Regions from separate parts of the Mus musculus genome. Here regions 2, 3, 4, 5, 6 and 7 are each linked to region 1. A link is a contact called in public Hi-C, HiChIP or PLAC-seq and promoter capture Hi-C data. All regions are on one chromosome and are shown on one strand. The core of a region is the stretch at or near the end of the contact, and the rest is flanking DNA. Distances in the headings are between cores, read along the strand shown.

The links. Promoter capture Hi-C pulls out the DNA fragments that hold promoters and counts their contacts. A called contact is a pair of places that touch in the nucleus more often than the background predicts. HiChIP or PLAC-seq counts read pairs in DNA pulled down with a chosen protein or histone mark. Capture Hi-C pulls out chosen DNA fragments and counts their contacts.
Region 2: an H3K27ac HiChIP or PLAC-seq map of embryonic stem cells shows a contact between it and region 1, with 5 times the contacts expected there. The contact joins the promoter of Mir124a-1hg here to the promoter of Ptk2b in region 1. A contact is called at or near these places in 1 of 39 promoter capture datasets (stem cell-derived epiblast-like cells) and 1 of 115 datasets of contacts at active chromatin or transcription factors (embryonic stem cells).
Region 3: a contact with region 1 is called in a promoter capture Hi-C map of liver, with 2.4 times the contacts expected there. The contact joins the promoter of Dock5 here to the promoter of Ptk2b in region 1. A contact is called at or near these places in 2 of 39 promoter capture datasets (both in liver) and 1 of 9 other capture datasets (liver).
Region 4: a promoter capture Hi-C map of pre-B cells shows a contact between it and region 1, with 4 times the contacts expected there. The contact joins the promoter of Kif13b here to the promoter of Ptk2b in region 1. A contact is called at or near these places in 2 of 39 promoter capture datasets (liver and pre-B cells).
Region 5: a Hi-C map of pre-B cells shows a contact between it and region 1, with 6 times the contacts expected there. The contact joins the promoter of Cdca2 here to the promoter of Ptk2b in region 1. A contact is called at or near these places in 1 of 39 promoter capture datasets (liver), 1 of 484 Hi-C or Micro-C datasets (pre-B cells) and 2 of 115 datasets of contacts at active chromatin or transcription factors (pro-B cells and thymic regulatory T cells).
Region 6: a promoter capture Hi-C map of pre-B cells shows a contact between it and region 1, with 4 times the contacts expected there. The contact joins the promoter of Hmbox1 here to the promoter of Ptk2b in region 1. A contact is called at or near these places in 3 of 39 promoter capture datasets (the C10 cell line, hippocampal neurons and pre-B cells).
Region 7: a contact with region 1 is called in a promoter capture Hi-C map of stem cell-derived epiblast-like cells, with 4 times the contacts expected there. The contact joins the promoter of Fzd3 here to the promoter of Ptk2b in region 1. A contact is called at or near these places in 3 of 39 promoter capture datasets (hippocampal neurons, liver and stem cell-derived epiblast-like cells).

What each region holds. Positions count from the first base shown.
Region 1 is chr14:66,279,588-66,282,472 of GRCm38.p6, reverse strand. It overlaps Ptk2b (PTK2 protein tyrosine kinase 2 beta), which reads left to right and starts at 1,421. Exons shown (of 31, transcript NM_001162366.2): 1 at 1,421-1,590.
Region 2 is chr14:64,586,709-64,589,593 of GRCm38.p6, reverse strand. It overlaps Mir124a-1hg (Mir124-1 host gene (non-protein coding)), which reads right to left and starts at 1,479. Exons shown (of 4, transcript NR_040709.1): 1 at 1,440-1,479; 2 at 627-817.
Region 3 is chr14:67,932,110-67,934,994 of GRCm38.p6, reverse strand. It overlaps Dock5 (dedicator of cytokinesis 5), which reads left to right and starts at 1,423. Exons shown (of 52, transcript NM_177780.3): 1 at 1,423-1,703. The coding sequence starts at 1,661.
Region 4 is chr14:64,651,152-64,654,036 of GRCm38.p6, reverse strand. It overlaps Kif13b (kinesin family member 13B), which reads right to left and starts at 1,496. Exons shown (of 40, transcript NM_001081177.2): 1 at 1,381-1,496. The coding sequence starts at 1,435.
Region 5 is chr14:67,714,232-67,717,116 of GRCm38.p6, reverse strand. It overlaps Cdca2 (cell division cycle associated 2), which reads left to right and starts at 1,507. Exons shown (of 15, transcript NM_001110162.1): 1 at 1,507-1,893; 2 at 2,112-2,175; 3 at 2,261-2,434. The coding sequence starts at 2,112. Kctd9 (potassium channel tetramerisation domain containing 9) reads right to left here and starts at 1,019. Exons shown (of 12, transcript NM_001111028.1): 1 at 733-1,019. The coding sequence starts at 780.
Region 6 is chr14:64,948,483-64,951,367 of GRCm38.p6, reverse strand. Hmbox1 (homeobox containing 1) reads left to right here and starts at 1,511. Exons shown (of 10, transcript NM_177338.6): 1 at 1,511-1,791. It overlaps Ints9 (integrator complex subunit 9), which reads right to left and starts at 1,075. Exons shown (of 17, transcript NM_153414.5): 1 at 1,001-1,075. The coding sequence starts at 1,009.
Region 7 is chr14:65,261,099-65,263,983 of GRCm38.p6, reverse strand. It overlaps Fzd3 (frizzled class receptor 3), which reads left to right and starts at 1,521. Exons shown (of 7, transcript NM_021458.2): 1 at 1,521-1,652.

The sequences.
Region 1 (2,885 bases), core at 172-2,671:
AGATAGGGTTTTTAGTAGACATGGAGGATACAGCTAAAATCTACATTTTGTTACATCTTAAGACATATGAACTTTATAGCTTTAATTGATTTTATGATTATTGCTATTGGTTTTTCGGGACAGGGTTTTTCTCTGTAGCCTGGCTGTCCCGTAACTCACTCAGTAGATCATGCTGGTCTTGAACTCAGAATTCTACTTGCCTCTGCCTCCTGAGTTCTTAATTAATTAAGTCTGCTTTCTCTTGAGAAGCCATCACCACCACTCTGAAAGATGAGTGTTGGTAGCTTCTGATGGTCTCCTGGGGCAGCAGGTCTGTTGAACTTGGAGGTGGGGTAGGGTGAAGAAGTGTCATCATGAAAACTGTGGCTTTCACAGGGAGTTGGGCAGCTTGATGTTGCAGTCTCAGGACTGCTACTATCAGAGACAGAACTGTGACTAAACCCCAAACCCCAAAGGGCACAGGATAAAGATGTCTGGGGCAGGGTCTCCTGCTAAGTCCAGCTCACTGACCTCCACTTAGGAGAAAGTCAGAATCTTTCTCGGGCTAGAGAAGTAAATGATGTCGCAACTTAGTACTTTAGATCTGCCTCAAGTACCACTGCCTTACTGATGCAGTAAAGAGATGGCCAGCCTCTTCGGAGGGTCACGGATACAAACTGATGCAGGGAGAGGGCCACAGAAGAAAATCATTGTAAGGCTTCTCTAGTCTTTTCTGGTTTTGTTGTTATTAATGCTGGGTTGGGGTTGGGTTTTGGGGTTTGGGGTTTTTTTGTTTGTTTGTTTGTTTGTTTGTTTTGTTTTGTTTTGTTTTGTTTTTGAGACATGATCTCTTTCAGCCTAGCCTCATCTTGAACTCACCTCATAGCCAAGGATAGACCTCCAGAGCGTTGGAATTACAGATATCCACCACCTACACTCAGTATTATGCCTTTGGTTCTGGGAATGGAATCCAGGCTAGACACACATTCTACCGTCTGAGCTACATTCCCAACCCCTTCCCCGACTGTTTTGGGACTGTGTTCTGGTCCTCCAGGGTCTGGGCTCAGAAACCCAGTCCTAGGTGTTTCCAATCCTGTACCAGTCATATCGGGCATCCCTAATATTTATCTGACCTAGGGTGAGGGCCATTTCAAGGTGTGGAGCCATGGGGGCCACTGCTGAGAACATGGGTCAGGTCTGGTGACTAAAGGCTGCAGAGAAGGGTGCCTGGAAGAAGCCAGGTGTGGTAGGAGTTGGAGGTCAACCAACTGCAAGAGGTCCGGAGCACCTGAGGACCCCAATTGGGGCCCTAAGGCAATGGGCTCTGGCCCCCGGGTCAGCCGGGCAGCTCCAGGAATTGCAGGCGGCATCTATTTCAGAGTTTATGGTAAGAGGTTGGAGCCTGCACACACAGACAGCACACCCCACCCTTTAAGGAAGTGGAGAGGAGAGCAGCAGGGGTGTGGTTAACGACCGAGAGGAGGAGGGGGAAAAACAACCTGTCAGCCTCTTACTCAGCCTCTGCAGGCAGAGCCGCGCGTCCTACCTGCGGCGGCTGCGCTCACCTGGCCCAGCCCGGAGCCCTGGCCCGAGTCCGCGCCTCGCCCGAGGGTAAGTCCTGCGTGTTCCTACCCAGCGCCGGGGTCAGGGACACTTCGATCGCTCGACTTAAGTGGAAAGCTGGAGAGGGTCTACAGTTCCAGTCCTTCGGGAAGCTTGAGAATTCCTGGAAAGGTAGCCAAGGACCCAGAAAGTCGGAGGCGCGGAGCAGGTGCTTTCCCTGAGCTTGCCGCCCTGAGCTAGGGGGTTAGGGAGGGCGCTAGAGAAGGCATCTATTTTTGGAGTTCTTTTTAAGACTAAAGGGTGTTTCTCCCTTTTTGTCCTGTTATCTTATTCAGAGAGGGGCGACTAGGGGCACGATTGAAATCGGCTCAGCAACAATGCTTGTCTCTAAAGGTTGGATTTGGGAACTCCGAACCCAACCGAGGGCTTCAGAACCCAACTTCAGCTCTAGCTCAGACCTCTGCCCAGGCACGGCGCGCTCTTCTCCACAGTGCCCTTCGGCACCCATGTGGCCTATCTTCCCACCCCTGCACCACCCCTATCCCCAGCCTCTGGGACGTTTTGTTTTTGTTTGTTTGTTGTTTTTTTTCCCTGAAGCTGGAGCTTTAAGACAAACGGGGTTCTCCAAGAGGAACCATACCATAGTGTGTGTAGTGTGTGTAGTGTGTGTGTGTGTGTGTGTGTGTGTGTGTGTGTGTGTGTGCGTGTGTGTTCGTGCTGAAGTTCCAAAGTTCACACCAGCCGCACTGGCTCATTTTGAAGCTGCTTTCCCCATGCCCCTTGAGGGTTAAGTTCTGGGCTGCTGTTCCTGCTGCCAGGCTGTGCGTGGGCAAAGCTTTGGGTGGGTGAACAGCGAGCATATGGGTGACGTTCTGAGGCCCACCAAGTCCTGCCACCTGCCCTCACCCTCAGCCAGATGACACCAATATCTCCCATCACCCCTATACTGGAAGCAAGATTCCGATTCCGCTGTGCTCCTTGAAGAAACCAAGCTGGGACCTGAGGGTTGGGTGTGTGTGTGTGGGGGGGGGGCATTAGCCCGGGAGAATTGGAAAGCAGGAGGGAGAAGAACCTTAGCAGATCTTGTACCAGTCTGGAGCCCGCTGAGACAATGCATGGTTTGGAAAGGGTAGGGGTACCAGGCAGCCGCAGTGTGCTCAGGTCAACAAACTCTTGCGGTTCACAGTAGCTACCGGGTGGGGGCGGGGGCGCAAGAAATGCAGAGCAGGGGGTGGGGGAAAAGTGACTCACGACCCTAGGAAGGAAGGAAGAAGTCACATTCATAAGAAAGACCTAACTTTGGCAGGACAGTCTGCCTTCTTTCTTTCACTTACTAGCATCCT
Region 2 (2,885 bases), core at 230-2,729, 1.7 Mb after region 1:
GGGAGGGGGAAAAGAGAGAGAGAGAGAGCGCGCACCCCTACATGTTCCCCCACCCCACCCGTCAACCGGTTTTACAGAGGTAAAGGGTGGGTGTAGATTTTAAAAGGTCACCCCTATAGAATGTAGCTGGGTGGGGTGGGGGAGAGATCCCCAAATCCATAGGGACAATAAAATATTATTTTAAGACCCCTCCCTCTCTGCTCTCCATCACTCTGTTTACACACAAGTCCAGTCACCTTATGCATGTACATGTCAATTTCACAAGACTGCTTTCAACAGACACCCACGTTGCCATTCCCTGAACAAACCCACCCAGTGCACCAGAGTGAGGAAGGTGCTTCCTAACCCACAGACCTCCCTCACCTGGTCCATCCCACTCCCTACTAGTGCCTTATCCTTTCAGGCAGTCGTCCCCCCCCCCCCTTTCTCTTTTCTAAGCCTTCCCCATTCTCCTTCCCAATGGCTCAAAAAAGCCAGGTAGAGGGCATAGAGGACAAGTTAAATCTAACTGGATCGGTTCCGTTCAGCTTCCCACCCACCCCACAGGGTTGGGGGACACAGTCTTTACCTAACACTGACCCTTTTAAAGCATGCCACAAAAATCAATAAAATTGAGTCCGAATAACCTCAGAGGTCCGCAGGTCCGGCCGGGTACTGTTGGGCAGCGTTGATCTCTCCAATCGGGGAGCCAGAGTTCCGCGCGTCCCAAGACGCTTTGTCCCGGAACCCCCGCACAATATCCTCATCTTTTTGTTCTCCTTTAAAGGATCCTGGTTGCAGTCCGCCGCGTTTCAGCCAGTCCAAACCAAAGGCGGATCTATTGGAATAAAAAGGGATGGGGATAATATACACGCAGATGGATGCGGGAGAGTAGTGGAGGCTAAAGTCAGCCCCGCAAGCAAGGAGCGGCCTCCCTGGCCAAGCCCCAAGTGCTTCCTCGGCTATTGAAGGGAATTGCTGCTGGCAGGCGCTGATGCTGGCTCCACCTGGCCGGAGGAAAAGCATCCTGGCGATGACCCTGAAAGAATTAAGACACAAAACCAAAAAAAAAAAAAAAAAAAAAAAAAAAAAAACCCCAAACCGAACCAAACCACCAAAACAAAAAAGCAAAAAGCCAGAATCCTCCTCTGGTGAACCAGAGCACGCGTGCAGAAGAAACCGCTCTGCTGGTGGCCGCGGTCGAGGGGGAAGGATGCTAGCGCAGGAGGCGAAGGTTGCAGAGGCTGCACCCTCAGATGAATAATAATAACGCGCTGAGAAGTTGCAGTGCAGCTTGGAAATCCAGCCCTGCGCGTGAACTCGCGTCGAGTGCGGATTGCAGGGGATGGGGGAGAAAGGGGGGGGGGTGAGGAGAGAAGAGAGGGGGAGGGGGTGAGGGGATTGAGAGGAAGACAGAGAGAGGGACGCAGAGAATTTAGTGCCTTTTCTTTTAGTCTTACCAAGAGCTGATCTCCTTCACTGTCCTCGTTGGGTGAGGCCGAGGTCCTTTTTAAAAATTATTATTCCTTTAACGGATTATTCAGCTAAGAGAAGCCACATCTGCTGACAGTTCCGAAAACAAGAGGATTAGGAGTAGGTCCACAGAGCCCGGCCCGCAGCCCCCCCCCCCCCCCTCTGCACCAGCACACGTCACTCTCACTGCCCCCGGGCACCTCCCTCTCCTCGCTCGGTGTTCGGGAGGGTTGTGCCAAGAAAAATGCGGATTTGGGGAAAGTGAGAAGTGGGGGTGCTCTCACGAACGGGAAAGCCAAGGCCGGAGGTGGCGATTCGCACCCCCACACTTACACTCGCTTCCGTTTATCCGTTTAGATCCTGGGAGAAGTGGGTGCTTTCACCGCACCCACACGCGCCGCATCTGCAGTGGTCAGAGCCCTCCGATCCCTTGAAGCCACCCTGGCCGCCCCAGACCCTGCCAAAGTCCTCTGGGTGGACTCGGGGGGCTCAATCCTACCCCTGCCTGAATAGCTTCATGGTCTCCAGTCCTCTTTTTCTCAGTCCCCTCCGTGCAATACCGCCGCTAGCCCACTCCCGGTTTCTTGAGCTTCGGTCAATGGAGTGGGGAGCTCGGGGGCACTTGCACACCTTCTGCTTGTCGTCCTCAGCCCGAATTGCCGGGCTGTAGCTCAGCCAGGCTGGTGAGGATGGAGCTGGGTGCTGCTGCGGTTGTGGTTGCTGTCACTGCGGAGAGCGCGAGGCTGCGGGGCGGTGCGGCGACCCGAGCGCCAGTGCAGCCTCCTCCTCACCCCTCCCTAGGCTGGCGTCTGGGCAGGACAGTGCTGGGGGTGGGAAGACGAATGGCGGAAGGTGGGGGGATGGAGGACCATAGTCTCTTGTCGCCCCCACCAACGCCCCCCCCCCCGCAGTCAAGGTGAAAGTGAAGGAGAGCGGGCGCGCGTGCTCGCGCCTCTAGTTGCGTGCGCGCGCTCCTCCCCTGCCCGCGCCCTCCCGCCCGCCCTCGCCCGCCGGGGCCAGATGGACGTCCGAGATTACAGAGGCACAAAAGTGCGTCTACACGTCCAGCCACCCGTCCTGCGGACGTGGAGAGCCACTTCGGGGAGGCGCCTTTTGTTGTACTTGTGTGGCTGTGTAACTGTTTTTCTTTTCCAAGAGCAGAGTTAGCTGTGGCTTAAAGAAGGACCAAGAATGAATGTCCCCCATAAGAGCGAACCAAAAAGACCTTCCCCCACTCGAGCCCCCGCGCCTGCGATGAGAAATCTGTCTTCCCAAAGGGCTATTGCGGCAGCCGCGAGGCAGCCCCGACCTGCTCACGCAGGCCCATCTGCTTTCCCTACGCCTGCTTTTCTTTGATGACTTAAAAGAAACAAATAAACAAACAAACAAAAAAAACTGAACTGTTTCTTGGGCTATGTTGAATTCAAGACATC
Region 3 (2,885 bases), core at 174-2,673, 1.7 Mb before region 1:
TGATGGAAATATGTCTTGCTGTGTATTATAAATAGATTCCTATTGGAACTTTTTTCTTTCTTTTTTTAGAGTGTTTCCTTAGCCATTTTTAATTTCTTCTTTTGAGAACTGCTTAGTACAGTAGCTCAGTTTGTAGTTTGGTTGATTGCTTCCCTATTGCTTAGAATTTTTGGTGATTTTATTTTTCTAAATATTCAGTATTAAGTATACAATGAACATGTAACTTTAAATCACAAAGGAGATAAATGACACATTATGTAATCATACTCAACTTTAAGATCTCAACTATCAAGAATAAAAACTGGCATTAAAAAAAAAGAGATGCGACTGAACCACTTTAAGAAAGATGGCTGAAGCACGGTCATAAGTACCTATTGTTTCTTTCAACCAGGACTTTAAGTTCAGAACTTACTTTCTCAGGAGGAAAACCAAGACTAATATATATATATATATATTCAGGCATGGTTTGCAAAAAGTCATCAGAGTTCACTCATCTCTAATCAAGCATTACTGTCTATTACTGTGTGTTTTAATTACATGTTCTGTTCTTGTCAGGTTCCAAACCGGCAAGAAAGCCTCCACAGACTCCAAGAACAACACAATTTCCCGCAAGAGGTATTTTTCAGATGGCGAAGCTAACTGGTTGGCTGGTTAGTCTGAAATTTTACTTCTAAGTGTGAGGTGTCCTTACTACTAAGTAGCTTTTTCATTCTGGAGGTCTCTCCAAGATGGAAGCGCGTCTCCCCGCCGGCAGAGGGCGCCAAGCGCACCCCTGTGTAGTTTAACGCACAACTGCCTTTTGGAGTCCTCAGTCCCAGGCTGAAAAAGGACAGTGGTGGGAGTTGGGGGGTGGGGTGGTGGTGGTGGTGGTAGATGTTCTGGGGTCCTCCCCACAAGGATGCCTTCTGGGCAGGGGGTCAGTTGGAAAGGGGAACCTTTTGGAGCGAACTTCTTCCCTTAGTGTGAAAGTTTGTGTTGCTGCAACTGAGGAGAAATAAATCCCTGAGTTTGGGGTTTCCGGATTAGCGCTTTGTCAACAGTGTCCTAACGGAGGGTCTTCTAGATTGGATACGTCTACTTCTGAAGCGCCCGTGTCCCTTGCACCAGTTCTCTGCGGACCTTGAAGCTCGGCTTCCGGCTCTCTCGGGGCTGCAGCAGACGCTCCCGGAGGCGAAGGCGGGAGCTCACGGCTCATTCATTCAACAAATATTTACTGAGCGTCCGGAGGCGACCGGTGACTCTCACCAGCTCCTCCTCCGCGCTCGGCGGCGCAGCAGCCCGGGAGCGCTGGGCAATCGCAGAGCCGACGCTGGGAGGACCGGGCGGGCGGCTCCGGGCTGCGGCTCCAGCCGGGCGAGGCGGAGCCGGCGGGGGAGGCGGGCGGCCCCGGGGCGCAGAGGGCGCGGCCAGCGGGAGGAGCCCGGGCGGCGCCGGGGAGGGCGCGCGGGGCTGCACGGCCGCCGGTCCCAGCAGGTGACCGCGGGCGAGCGGGCGTGCGTGCGGGGCCCCGGGCGCGAGCGAGGCGGGACGGCGTAGACGCGGCCGGCGCGCCAAAGTCGTCCAAGTTTTGCCGGAACATGGCGGAGGAGTCCGGCCGGCGCAGCAGCGCTCCGAGCACGAGTGTCTGTAGCCGCTAGCGCCGCGGGGCGAGGTCGTCGCCATGGCCCGTTGGATCCCTACCAAGAGGCAGAAGTATGGGGTTGGTGAGTGCTTGCCCCGCCCCACCCTCGCCCGAGCGCCCGGGAGTCCACTTTGGCCCCGCGGAGCTCGCGCACACTCGGCCACTCGGTCCCGCTGCTGCACCCCGGGAGTCTAGCCCGCTCTGGTGTAAAAGTGCTTTTAGGCTTGGGGACTCTGATCCTCCCCTATCCGAACCCCAACTCTAGTGGCGCACACTGTGGGAACGCGCCAGGTCCCCACTGCCGTTGGTGGCCAGCGAGGGCCGCACGTGGGACGGTGCGCTTTGCGAGTGCCCTTCCCCAGATCCCACTTGGAAGCTCCAGAGTCCCTTTCCCTCTCTCCCTCCCTCCCTGGGACTGCAGTCCGGATCGCAGTCAAAGACAAAATGGGAAGCCGAAGTTGCCAGTAGAGGTGATGGAAGAGGCAGGAAGTGTGAGGCGTGGGAAGGAGGGCAAGGGGGTCCTGGGGCTGTTTGTGAGGACACCCATCTGACCTACTGGCGTGGTTGGAGAGGTGTGACACAGCTTCCCCCCAGGGGCAGGAAGAGGGTAGGTTCCGCGCAAGCGGGTGGCGTTTGTGTTCGCAGTACCCTAGCGCTCCGTCATTGCTGAACTCTGGCCTCTAGGTTTGGATCTGAAACCTTGGCGTTGAGGGGTTGGACCCAGGTGGAAAAACTTTCCACTTTCACTTTTCATTGAGCCAGGTCAGGGAGGAAGCACTCACCTTTAGCCGGACGATTGCCAGGAGAATTAGACTTTAAATGGAGCCTCTGGAATAAACAAGTGTGTTGTGTGGGAATTTTATCACTTTCTCTCAGGTCCACTCACTTGGCGCGTTTGAAATGCAACCCCTTACTTCACTCCTGTCAGCGCACCTCTTTTCCTTCAAGTCCTGGACCCACAGGAACACTGCCTGAAATTATCAGTCTGCCGTGACAGACATGAAGTCCTATGTGCCTATGTAACCGGGACTCAGACACCGCCTTCAGTCTTTAGTATATTATAATGTGATGCAGATTGAAAGCCTGCATATGTACATTTGCAAATATGTATATATACACACACACACACACACATATATATATGCATAATTCTCAACCTTTTTTTTTTTAATTTGTCTTTACTTTTAGAATTTTTGCTCCTCCACATGGCTGTGGGTTACATGGAAAGGTGACATTTCTTCAGTCCCAGATCAGTAGGTCTTGA
Region 4 (2,885 bases), core at 247-2,746, 1.6 Mb after region 1:
TAGTAACAGCCACTGTCAGAATTACAAGCATAGCAAATTAAAGACAGTAGCTTCCTCCCAGTAAGAGAAAACAAGGAAGAGTCCGGCTCTAACTATCTGTGCCAAACCCTGCTGTGGTGGCTGGTTAGAGGCCTCCTTCAGCACTGACATTTCCAAGGGTTTTGCAAAAAGGAAATTTTAAGAATGTGCTGAACCCTTCCTTTCCGAATCATTCCCAGATATGTCGGATTTCATTTGGCTGTTTTCTTTTTTTCTTTAGTTTTTTTTTAATCGCAGTAATGATCACAATGAGGTGAAGTGATCTAAAATAAAGATGTCTGGATACTCAAAAAATGGGAGAACTGAAAACTTTCAGACTTCTAAGCTACTCACTCTGTTTTGTGAGAACCTGGATGTTAGGAGGCAATGAGCTGAGAGCTTAAAAAGTTCCGTCTTCAGGGGAAAAGCTTGCCTCATAGACTTCAGCAGGTTCAAGTAGGCAAACCAACGACAAGAAAACAGAGACACCAAGTTCCCAAGGAACAACCAACCAGAGAAATCTTTGTTAACTTTTACACCTACTTACCTCAATACATACACAAAAGGGCAAGGAGACAGAAAAACTATTTCCTACACACTAGACTTTAAACACAGTAAAACAAACTAGAAACCTTGGAAAATGACTCCTGCACTTAATAATGGCTCTAGCTAGTCAGTAGTCTAAATCAATTAGCAGCAATTCCATCTCCCGGGAGCGCGGCAGCAACCTCAATAACAAGACTTGTCTAGAAAGTGTTTTCAAACACATCACCTCATTTTAAGTACCCTGCCCAGTCACCCTCTGGTGAAGCTACAGAGGCAAAAAGCAGCTACTCCCCGGATTCAAGTTGGGCTTCAGTCTTTCCAACTTGGATAGATGATTTACGTGTCCTGGGTTTATCTACTTTCTCTACCCTCCCTACAGACTTCAGAGCATGTCTGAAAGATACAATTTCCCAAGAATCTTGGCACTGAGACTATTTATTGTTGAGATGATGACTATCACTTCAAGCAAAAGGAAAAAAAGGAAACCTCTCGACAGTCATAAACCAGAAAAGAACTAAGAAGGCATGCATGTCCTTCCTTTTCTGCAAACAGCCACAAGGTGCAGGTTCAAGGGAGAACGTGGAAAATCGAAAAGTAGGGCTGTCCGCCCTAAGAGCTGCGTACACAGGAGGACTGCGAGGCCGGAGCTGCCCCAGGCCTGGAGAGCTCGGTGACAGCTGGCGGGGCGGAGGGCTGAGGGCCCGACCGCGCCGTCGAGGGCGCACGCGCGCTGAAGGGAGCCCGCCGAGACCCCCGGGACGCCGAAGCTCTACCACCACAGGCACCTGTCGCCCCCGGCCCGGGACAAGCGCTCACCTCGTCGGTTCATTGGCCGGACCCGTACCGCCACTTTCACTTTGGAGTCTCCCATCGTGCTACCGCCGGGGTTCTCACTGCACCTCCGTCTACCTCGGCCACCGGACAAACTCTCCGAGGCCAACCCGGCGGGCGGGGGCTGTGGGGGAAAAGGGGGCGGGACCGACGAGGGGCGAGGACCGGTGCGTCCCGGGGCATGCTGGGATGTGTAGTTCCCACAAGTCAGGCCGAGGCGCTGGCGGGAAAATTCGCGCGCCGCTCTCTGGAACTTGTAGTCATCTGTCGCCGTTTTACAATTGTGCCGCTGTTCCTGTACCTCCCTCTCCTTTCTTTTCCTTCTCTTTCTTTACTTCTTCCTCTCTCTTCCTTCCTTCCTATCTGTTGCAGGATTTTCCCTGTCCATCCCGCAACACCTAACTTCTCTTTTGTGTGCGTGTGGAGAGTTTTCTGGACATTAAAATTAGCACTTTATGAATGGTAGGCAAGCGCTCTATCCTTGAGTTATATTCCCAGCCTTCCTTTTATTATTTTTTGAGATAATAAAAGTAGAGATAGTTTATTAAGAAAGAGAAAGCCAACTGGCCATGGTGTCACAGGCCTTTAACCCCAGCACTTGGGAAGCAAAAATAGGCTGATCGCTGTTGAGTTTGAGGCCAGTCTGGTCTATAGCATGAGATCCAGTATAGCCAGGAATATAAAGAGAAACCCTGTCTCAAAAAAAGAAAAAAGAAAAAGAAAGAAAGAAAAGGCACTTCTAAGAATAGGAATGGGCTAGTGAGCTGGGAAAATACATACACTGCCTTGTTGGTGCTGGGCCTTTCCCCTTCTGTGTAATGTACTTGTTATTTATTTATTTATTTATTGGATGTGTGTGTGTGTGTACACATGTGGGAGCATGTGTCAAAAGACAACTTTCAAGAGTCAGTTCTCTCCTTCTATCTACCCTGTGGGTCCTAGGGATGGAATTCAGTTATCTGGCTAGCAAGCCAGAACATTTACCCACTGAACCATCTCAATGGCCCTGTTTGGAGTTTTGTTATAGTTTTTCATTGGATGGGTGGGGTTTTTGGGGTTTGTTTTGTTTTGTTTTTTTACTTCTTTTTCTCTTCTTTTTTTATGTTTATGGATGTTTGCCTGAATGTATATCTGTATGCCTGTGCTGAATTCAGAAGAGGGCATCCGATCCCCTGGACCTAGAATTACAGAGAGTTGCGAGCCACCACATAGGGGCAGAGAATAGAGCCCAGTGAGCCAGCTCTCCAGCCCCTGTGCTTTGGGTTTTGATAGAGGTCCACATGAGTTGCTCAAATTAGCTTTTTACTTGCAATCTTCCTGTCTCACCCTCTCAAGTAGCTGGAATAACAGACCTGAGGCCTCTCTCGCCTGCCTCTGTATCTAGCCCTAGCTGGTCTGTAAACTCACTCAGTAGACAGACTGGTCTCCACTTCAGAGATCCATCTGCTTCTGCCTTCTAAGTGCTGGAGCTAAAGGTTTGCACCTCGCCT
Region 5 (2,885 bases), core at 258-2,757, 1.4 Mb before region 1:
CCCGCACCACTTTAATGCCCTTGAATAGTTAGTTCTGCTATGTATACGCGGGGCAATCAGAGTATTCTGGTCAATTACAGAGTGGAGCCAATGTACCTTGAACTGAAACTTTAAAAGGGTTCATTACTTTTGAGACTTTAATCAGGCTTAGGTATGTGTGGGGCAGTCATTTAACCACACATTACTAGTCCGCCAGAAACAGCCAACATTTTCCAAAGAATAACTTTCAAGGGTGGGGCAAGAGGCAGCTGCAACATCGGAAAAATATTTAGCACCACGCCCTCCACAGAGGCCTAAATGCAGCTAAGGCTACTGTCAAATCAAGTCATTCCGAAGGTCTGCTGTCACTGTCCTCTAAGGAATCAAAAACAAGGCGGCACAGTAAAACATGTATAAAAGTTTGCACGGTGGCGGGGCAAGGGGCCCGGGGCACCTTGAGAGAGAAGGAAAGTGGTTCAGACCAGGTCCACATTCTGAGGATGTCACTCGACTGTCCCCTGGAGTTTTCTTCTCCCGACCTGGCCAGGGTCACCCGCCTCCATGATCACTGCCTCCTCCCCGGGCAGAGCATTACTCAGCACCGATAAGGACAGGAAGGCGCAGCGGGAAGGTGGGAGGGGACCTCGGCCAGCTGCTCAGGTGACAGTGGCGCCTCGGAGCCCCGCCGGCAGAGCAGCCCCGGGCTGTCGGAGGCTGCGGGGGTCCCCGGGTCGCGCCCCCGCTACCGCTTACCTTGCCGTTGCTCGGGCTGCCGTTCAAGAACAGCGTGACCCGCCGCATCGCGCCGCCCGCGCCGGGTCCTGAGGGAGCCGCCACCCTCGCTCCCGGCCCGCCACCCGCCGCGCTCCGCGCCCGCGAGACCCCTCCCGCCTCCCACCCGGACTCTCCGCCCTTCGCCACCTTCCTGGTCGGCCCCACACTCCTCACGCACGCACCCTCAGTCCCACACCCCGGGGTTGGCCGATCCTCCTTCCCACCCCGCCCCTAGGCTCCTCAGCCTGCTAGCGGCCCTTCCCCCCAACCGCGCCCAGACCGACGCTGAGCTGCGCCAATCAACACGCTGTACCGGCCAGTATTTAGCCAATCAGAGTCCGGCTGGGGGGTGGGCTCAGAGTAACACTAGACGGCGGTGGAAGGAAAGAGAGGCTGAGGGCTGGTTGACGGAATGGAGTATCAGCGAATCAGAGAAGAACCTACTGGGCAAAGGGCCGCTCTAAGCGTTACTGAGCAGGCGCACGTTGGAGTGTAGGAGTGCTCATTTGCATAAAGAGACTGGGTCTAAGGAAGAGGCGGGACGCCGAAGTCCCATAGACCAATCAGCTCCTCGCTAGGCTTTTGCCCCTTCTACTGTACCCACCCACCGAGGTAACGGTTGGTATCGGGATTGGCTAATAGGGTAAACTAGCCATCCGGCGGTTCTGTCTCGATTGGTCTAGTGATTCATTTTCGAAGTTTCCAGCAGCCAATCCAAGGTTTGGGGTGGCATTTGAAGTGTTGCTCCGCGGAACTCACTGGTAGACCCCAGGACACCTTTTTGCTGCAGCTCTGTCTCGCCAGGGTCATTTAGGGCTGGCCGTGTTTTTTCCGGGATCCACGGAGGTCTCCCTGCGCCGTTCGAAAGCACGAGGGTGAGGCCCGGAGGGAGCGGTACCCACGTCACACGTGGTCCACGGCTCGTGGGTATCCCTCCGCGGGGGCGTGGCCGCGGTTTGAATTTGCTGGCGGGCAAGTGAAGCTTGACCGCTTCGGCCGGACGTGGTGTGTCTGGTGTGCAGCGGCCGGCAGGAGGCCAGCCCGGCTCCCTTCCCCGGCCTCTGGTGCTCTCTGAAACGGAGCCTCCGCGACGCTTGTCGTAGTCGTCCGAGGGAACGCGCAGGGTCCTGGGCGGGAGAGGTAGGCCTGCTATCCGGCCGGGGTTCAGGGATGCAAAGCCCTGATAAATCAGTTCGGTCCGCTTTGTTTAGTCAATAGTACCTCCCGCCGTTTCTTTAATCAGAACGCCCCAGCCTGTGGTCCCCTGGTATTGATTGCCTTAGAGTTCTGTCACATTGTTTTTGGCTTATAGTGAGGTTATTTTTCACATTTTTTTCTCTAACTTCCTCATCTTTTAGATGGATGCGAGTTCACACGACAAGCCTCTCTCTGAATCCAAGGAGTGTGTCCTTAATAATTCTGGTATGTGGTGACCTGTTGCCCTCGTTAGATGGAAGATTTGAGTGTTTTGATGTATTAACACCCCCAATGTGCTGTCCGTTTTCAGAAAATGACGTTTTTAGATTGGGAACTGAACCGTTTGTGACTCCTCAGAAGCATGTAGCAGATGCGACTCCTAATCTTTGCACCCCTGATACCTTTAAGTCACCTTTGGACTTCACCACAGTAACCGTAGAGCAGTTGGGAATTACACCTGAAAGCTTTGTTAAGACCTCTTCCGGTAAGAGAAGTTCTTGGATTGCATAGTTTTTTTTTTCAAATTTAACAGTAACTGTAGTAGGCCCCAATTATACATGTCTGTACTGCCTGACACTCCTTCTGTGTGTATTTATGCTGACCCTGCAGACTTGCTTGTTCGGCACAGCTCAGCAAATAGAGCAATGTTTCTGAATCAGTTGTGCTTTGTGTGCACCCTAGAAAACAGTGTGTATGAAAATCAGAGGGCATTGAAAGGTAGTTGAGAACCGGTAAAAGTGACAAGGCCGTGTGCCTCATTCAAAAATCCCAAACAGAAAATTGACCCAGATAATGATTTTCTTTAGCTTCAGGAATGAAATTCCCAATGGAGAAGTAAATCTAGGGCTAGGGTTCTTTTGGGTTGTAGAATAGCAATTATAAAGAAGGATAACGAGACTGGAAGCCAATCACACCGTGAGCTAGGCGAAGCCAGA
Region 6 (2,885 bases), core at 262-2,761, 1.3 Mb after region 1:
GATACCCTCCCAAAGAAGTTGTTCTGAGAGGCCAGCCTGGGCTACAAAGAGAATTCCAGGACAGCTAGGGCTACACAGAGAAGCTCTATCTCAAAAAAACAGAAGAAGAGAAAAAAAAAAAAAAGTTGTTCTGGAATAAACGTTTCTGCATCGCTTCTCTCTTAAACAGAACATACCAAACACACTTCACTCTATTGAGGATATTTCTCTCCACGTAGCAATTAGGAAGATTCTACAGTAAGTTGGCAGTGAGAATGTAGGGAATAGGAGGGCGACGACAAGCATTTCACACCTGCGTTCAATTTCCTTATTACTCTATTACTTATTCCATTAAGCTTGAATAAAACAACTTGTTAGAACGGTGTGCTCAGAAAAATGGGGCAAAGCAAATATCTGAAAAGGCCACCTGTCAGCTTAGTGTTTTGCCACACAGTTACTTCTTCAGGAGGCATGTTTTATCTAGAGCTGTTTATTTCAAGCAGGCTTTAGACGGGAATCCTTCAAGGGCACCACCCTTTAGCATCTCTTTCTTGTAATTCGAACTGCAGTTAGGAGTAACAGGACATTTAGACCTTCTGTCTGATCGCTCCTACTTTCTGTTCAGATCGGAATCCAGCCTCGCAATATCAGTAGGAGTCCACTCAAGTGCTCATTAAGTGGAAAGTGGTTGATGATCTATTATAGCTCTCAGGTGCAGGCTGAGAAACATGACCAAACCAAAGTTTTGGAGCCTATCTTTAGCCCAAGGGTGAAGAAATGTAACATACAACCTCACGTGCGGCCAAAGGGATCTGCCAAACAGTAATGAAGACCTCCTGACAGATGCAGGAGCTGTGGGATGTGAGCAAGCGGGAATTCAAATCCCAATCGCAAAACCCAGCTCACTTTATAATTTTTAAGTGCTGACCTCCCTCCGTGATAAATCATGGTGGAGGCGACAGACTCCAAAGATATATAGCATTCATTACCTTTGCCCTCTGACTTAGTAGTGGAAACTCACCAGTTTCATATCGGACTTTTGGTTGTTCAGTACCAGTCTCTTCACTTCTAAAGACAGGGAAGGATCTTCCGGTTTAATCTCTATAGCCCAGAGCATCGCGGGACTTGGAGTCTTCACTCCTTAAGCATTTTCCAGAGCCTCACGGGAAATGTAGTTTTACTGCAGGTATCATGGGCACTGTGGGCGTCTTTCCTTTTCCTCCCTTTTCTCTCTAATCACCTCCTTCCGTCCGCTCAAATTCATCGCCGCCGCCAATTCATCCTTCCTTTCCATCCCAGCATGATATCATGTCCCTCATCTGGGTCTAGCATCCATGGTATTCTGGGATGTGTAGTCCGCACGATTTCAGCTCCCAGCTCCCCTCCTCCCTGTGGGAAGGCGTATGGGCGCAGTGCCTGCTGGAAGCTGTAGTTCCCTAGGGCCTCAGACCCTCAACTCTGCACTTTTCCTCTAGGGAACCGGAAACTACAACTCCCAGGGATGCCCAGCGGCAGCAGGTGGGAGCGGGGCTGTTGCTATCAATATGGCGGTTGTCAGCCAGACAAAGACAGTCAGTCTGATGTGATTGAGACAAGGGAGGTTTTCAGGGGGAGACTGGGAGATAGGGGCCTCCCCTCCCCCCTAGGCTCTTCCTGCGCGGGCCTGGAGCCCTCCTCAGCCCCTCCCGCAGGGCGCCCCGCGGTGAAGATCCCCTCCCCCTCCCGCCTTCCTCCTCCCTCCCTCAGCCTTGCACTGGGACGCTGGGGAGGGGGCTGAGCAGGGTGCAGAGAACTCTCAGCTGGATTTCCAAGGTGAGTGGGGTCGTTTGCAAGCTGGACTGCCTCAAGTCTCTTTTCCTCACTTCTCTCATTACTTTAAGGAAAAAAAAATGTCGAGATGTTTGGGGGGGAGAGAAAGTGAGTAGGCGCCACAGATGGGTCTCTGGAGTAGCCAGGTTGAGCATAGGGGAGCAAGTAGGGGTACTTCCGAGGGGGCGGCCGTGCGCGGGCTGTGGGGTGGGGCAGTTTGTGAGGGGCGGGCGTGGAGAGGCGTCGATGGCTTCCCAACTTCTCTCTGGTCTTCAGGACCGGCGGAAGGTTTGAATCCTGGAGTTGGGGGGTCTTCCTGCTTGGGAGTTTGAGAAACTGTAAGGTGGTTTCGAGGTGTGCTGGTTTGTTTGGGGAGTGTCTCGCTGTGTTTTAAACTGTGACGTGTACTTGGGTGCTGCGATCGTCTTGAAGGAATGTCTGTAGATGGTAAGTTAGATGGCTGGAGTCAGAGATAAGCGGCCTGGGCTTGGGAAGCACGCAGGAGTCCCGGGCTGGACTTTTGGTCCAAGGATCTTGTGCAGGGTTTGGGGGGGCTCAGTAACTCGTTAGTGTCTGGGCGCCCAGCTCACACTCGGTGCCCTACTCTGGGCCAGTCTCCACCCCAAACTCCCGGCAGGACTATATAGATGATGTGATGTGGAGATGCATCTTTGCCTCAAGTCGGCAGCTAAAGGTGGGAAAGGAAAAGTGTCTCTTAGTATTTTATTCCGGAACCGTGTTTGGGTTACACTATTGGGGCTACTTTGAAAGGAGTCCTCCACCCACCTTCACCCCGAAACAGTAAGTAGAGGTATCTTGTCATCTTCATGCTCAGTAGCTTGCCAGTTATTTAAAATTCGGGAACGTGGGGCTGGGAATCTCGAGTGCTAAATGCCATCCGCATCGCTGTCTTCTAATGAGACAGAACGTCTGCTCTGTATCCTGAGGTAGATAAGGCGACTTATTTTCGTAGTTGAAAAAACTGTTGGAAATTTTTTGCGGAGAAGAGGGTTGACTGTGCGCTGAAAGGCGCTGTGGTCTTTTTTTGTTTTTTGTTTTTTGTTTTTTGTTGTTTGTTTTGTTTTTTCTTCTACCCC
Region 7 (2,885 bases), core at 272-2,771, 1.0 Mb after region 1:
AGCGTACTGTGTACACTGAGTAAGAAGGCTCCTGCAAGCACATTTCCAGTGCCTTAGTAATGGGGATCTAGCACTACATAAAGCTATGACAAAGTTTCTCCTCCACCCCCATATACCACCTGCCTCTTCATTTACTCTCATCAAGAGACACCACTGGGTCCCTGGGGCATGCTGATTTGCCTGGAATGGCCCTAAGAATCAACATTATTGTCCTGAAAATGTTGCTGCACAAGTGCCAATAAGGAAAGTGGAAATTGCTATTTCAGATTTTGTTTATCACGCTGGCCTATCAAATTCTGTCAATTCTGATGTGAGACTGACCTGAGCACAAGACTTTTCAGCATTCACTAAATTACCTGAGAACCTTTTAAAAATTATATCTGACTCTGTCTCTTGTTATCTGTCTCTCTGTACACCTATGGGCCAGAGGTCAACTACAGGTGTGTTAGTCAGTTGCTCTCCACCTAGTTTTTTGAGACAAATCTTTCACTGGCCTGGGGATTCACCAAATGGGCTAGGCTGAGTGACTAGCTAGCCCCAGGACCCACCCTGGCTCCACCTCCCCAGCACTGGGACCACAAGTGCCTGCTATTAGGACTGATTTTGTTGTTGTTATTTTGTTGTTGTTGTTGTTTTGTGGGTTCTGGGGATGTAACTCAGGTTCTTCCGCTTGTATAGCAAATGTTTTACCAACAGAACTGTATCTTCAGCCCATATGTTCTCACCGTAGCCATTTATAAACATAAGGGTCAGTAGTGTCAAGTACAATCACTTGCAACAGGGCCAACGTTGCTGTATGTCCTGTGAGCTACCAAGAGAACCAAATGAAGCCATGGACTCTAAGTTGAAGATGGACAAAAAGAAAGATAGGTAAAACCCTGTAACAAAGAGAAACGCAATCACGATTAATTGAATACAGGCTCTTCCATTAAAATGCTGTGTGACTAAGTAAGACATCCAACCTTTCTGAGAGTTCTTCTCCCTGTTGGGAAAAAATAAAATTGTGTTTAGATGACCTCTAAAGAAATCTTTCAGCTCCTCAAGCCGTGCATATAGCAAAGGGAGTGGGGAGCCCTCTAAGCGGAAGATGAGGCATGTCACCAGCGAGCACAAGCTCCGTCTGTTTATAGTAAGGTCTCGGTGGAGAGGACGCGAAGTGTGCACCTGCTTCGCCGGTCAGAGTGCAGCGTTGCAACAGACCGGGTGTCCCTTGCTACCTGTGCGCGGCACTACCCTTCACCGTGAGTCCCCGAGGTCCGAGGTTGGCACACTGGCTTCCGCACTGGACCCGCACTGAGAACTTGGCTCAGGCGGACTTTGCAAGAAGGACTGGGCACATGTTGGATGAATGCCTCCAGCGCTGGGAACCACCAAACCGACGCGCGGCGCTCAAGACGTCACTATCACCTAGGACGCCAGGCTGAGAACAACGAAGCCGGTCAGCGCTGCACAGCCAGGAGCTGGATAGGAGGCTGACCGTAGCGCGCATGCGCGGCACGTGCGCGCGCACCTCCCTCCCCGGGCCGCGCGCCTCGACGCTCGCGAAGGCTCGGCGCGCCTGCGGTCCTCGGCCGCTCGGGGAACCTGAGGGACGCGCGGCTGCCTGCGGGGCCAGCGGCGCTGCCCGGGAGAGCCCGGAGGCCGGCGGTGAGGTGAGTCGTGCGGCCGACGTTTCCTCCGGGGCCGGGAGGGCGGGAGAGGAGCGTTGCGTGTGGAGAGCGCCGAGGCGCCTGCCCCAGCCCAGCCGCCCCTCGTCAGGCGGCGCTCGCTGCTCGCGTCGCGGCCGAACAAAAGCCCGAGGCCGGCGCTGCCGAGGCGGGCGCGGAGCTGCGGCTGGCGAGCGGCCCGGCCGGAGCCGGGTCGGAGTGGGCGGCGCGGAGTTCGGGGCCGCGGCCGCTCTAAGCGAGGATGCCCTGGGAAAGCGGCGGGGCCGGTACGTCCCGCCCGCGCCGGGCAACCTGTGCGAGTGTGGACGCGGCGGGTCCCCGCGCCGGTCGCCTGCGGGGAGCGAGGCCGGGCCCAGCCGGTTTCTGCGCTCGGCGCCGCGGGGGCGTGGGCGGGAGGACGATGCGCCGAGCTCCGGCGCCGCTGCTTCCCTGCAGCCCCCGGCCGACCCCTGACACCCAGCGCCCAAAAGTTGTCCCTTGCTGCCCATCAGTTTGCAAAGTCGGAGGCTCCCAGCGCCGCGCGCTCCCCAGGTACCCCCGCGGTGGGGACTCGGGGTCGGCAGATTTGCCCTGGGATGCGGCGTGAATTCCTAGCCTCTGGAATAAAGGCACTGAGATGCGGGTAACGTTAAGGTTGTAAACATCCCATAGGCTTTTCGCATCTTGGGACTCTTGGAGGTAGGGACTTCCTCAAGGGAAGAGGAGAGGGCTTTTTCATTTTTCTTTTCTCCTCCCTTTTCCTATTCTTTCCCTCTTGTGGGTAGAAAAAGAACAAAAGCACATGCCATTAATTAGGCAGAAGAGACTTAAAGTTGAAAAACGTCTCGAGAGGTCTGGGTTTTCGCCCAATGATAGAATCACAATTTTTAGCTCCCTTCTGAATTTCTCAGACTGCCGAACAGACGCACCAGCTTAAATCTCACGGTGGGAAAGTCCTTCAGTACATCCAGAATGTTTGTTGATGGGAATTGGGTTGCTTTGCAAAACCAGTACATGAGAGCAGGGAAACAAAGACCAGCTGGGCTTAAGGATGCCACCTCCCTTCTCAGCCTGCTTTGGTCCTCGGTGGTCTACTGGGCATAATGGGCTAGAAGAGGACTAGATAAATCTAGTTGTGTATTAAGAAGCGGGTACTCAAGTTGTGCATGATAATGGCTCATGCCTGTAATTTGAGTAATCGGAAACTAAAGCAAGAGAATCTCCGAAAGTTACAGGCCA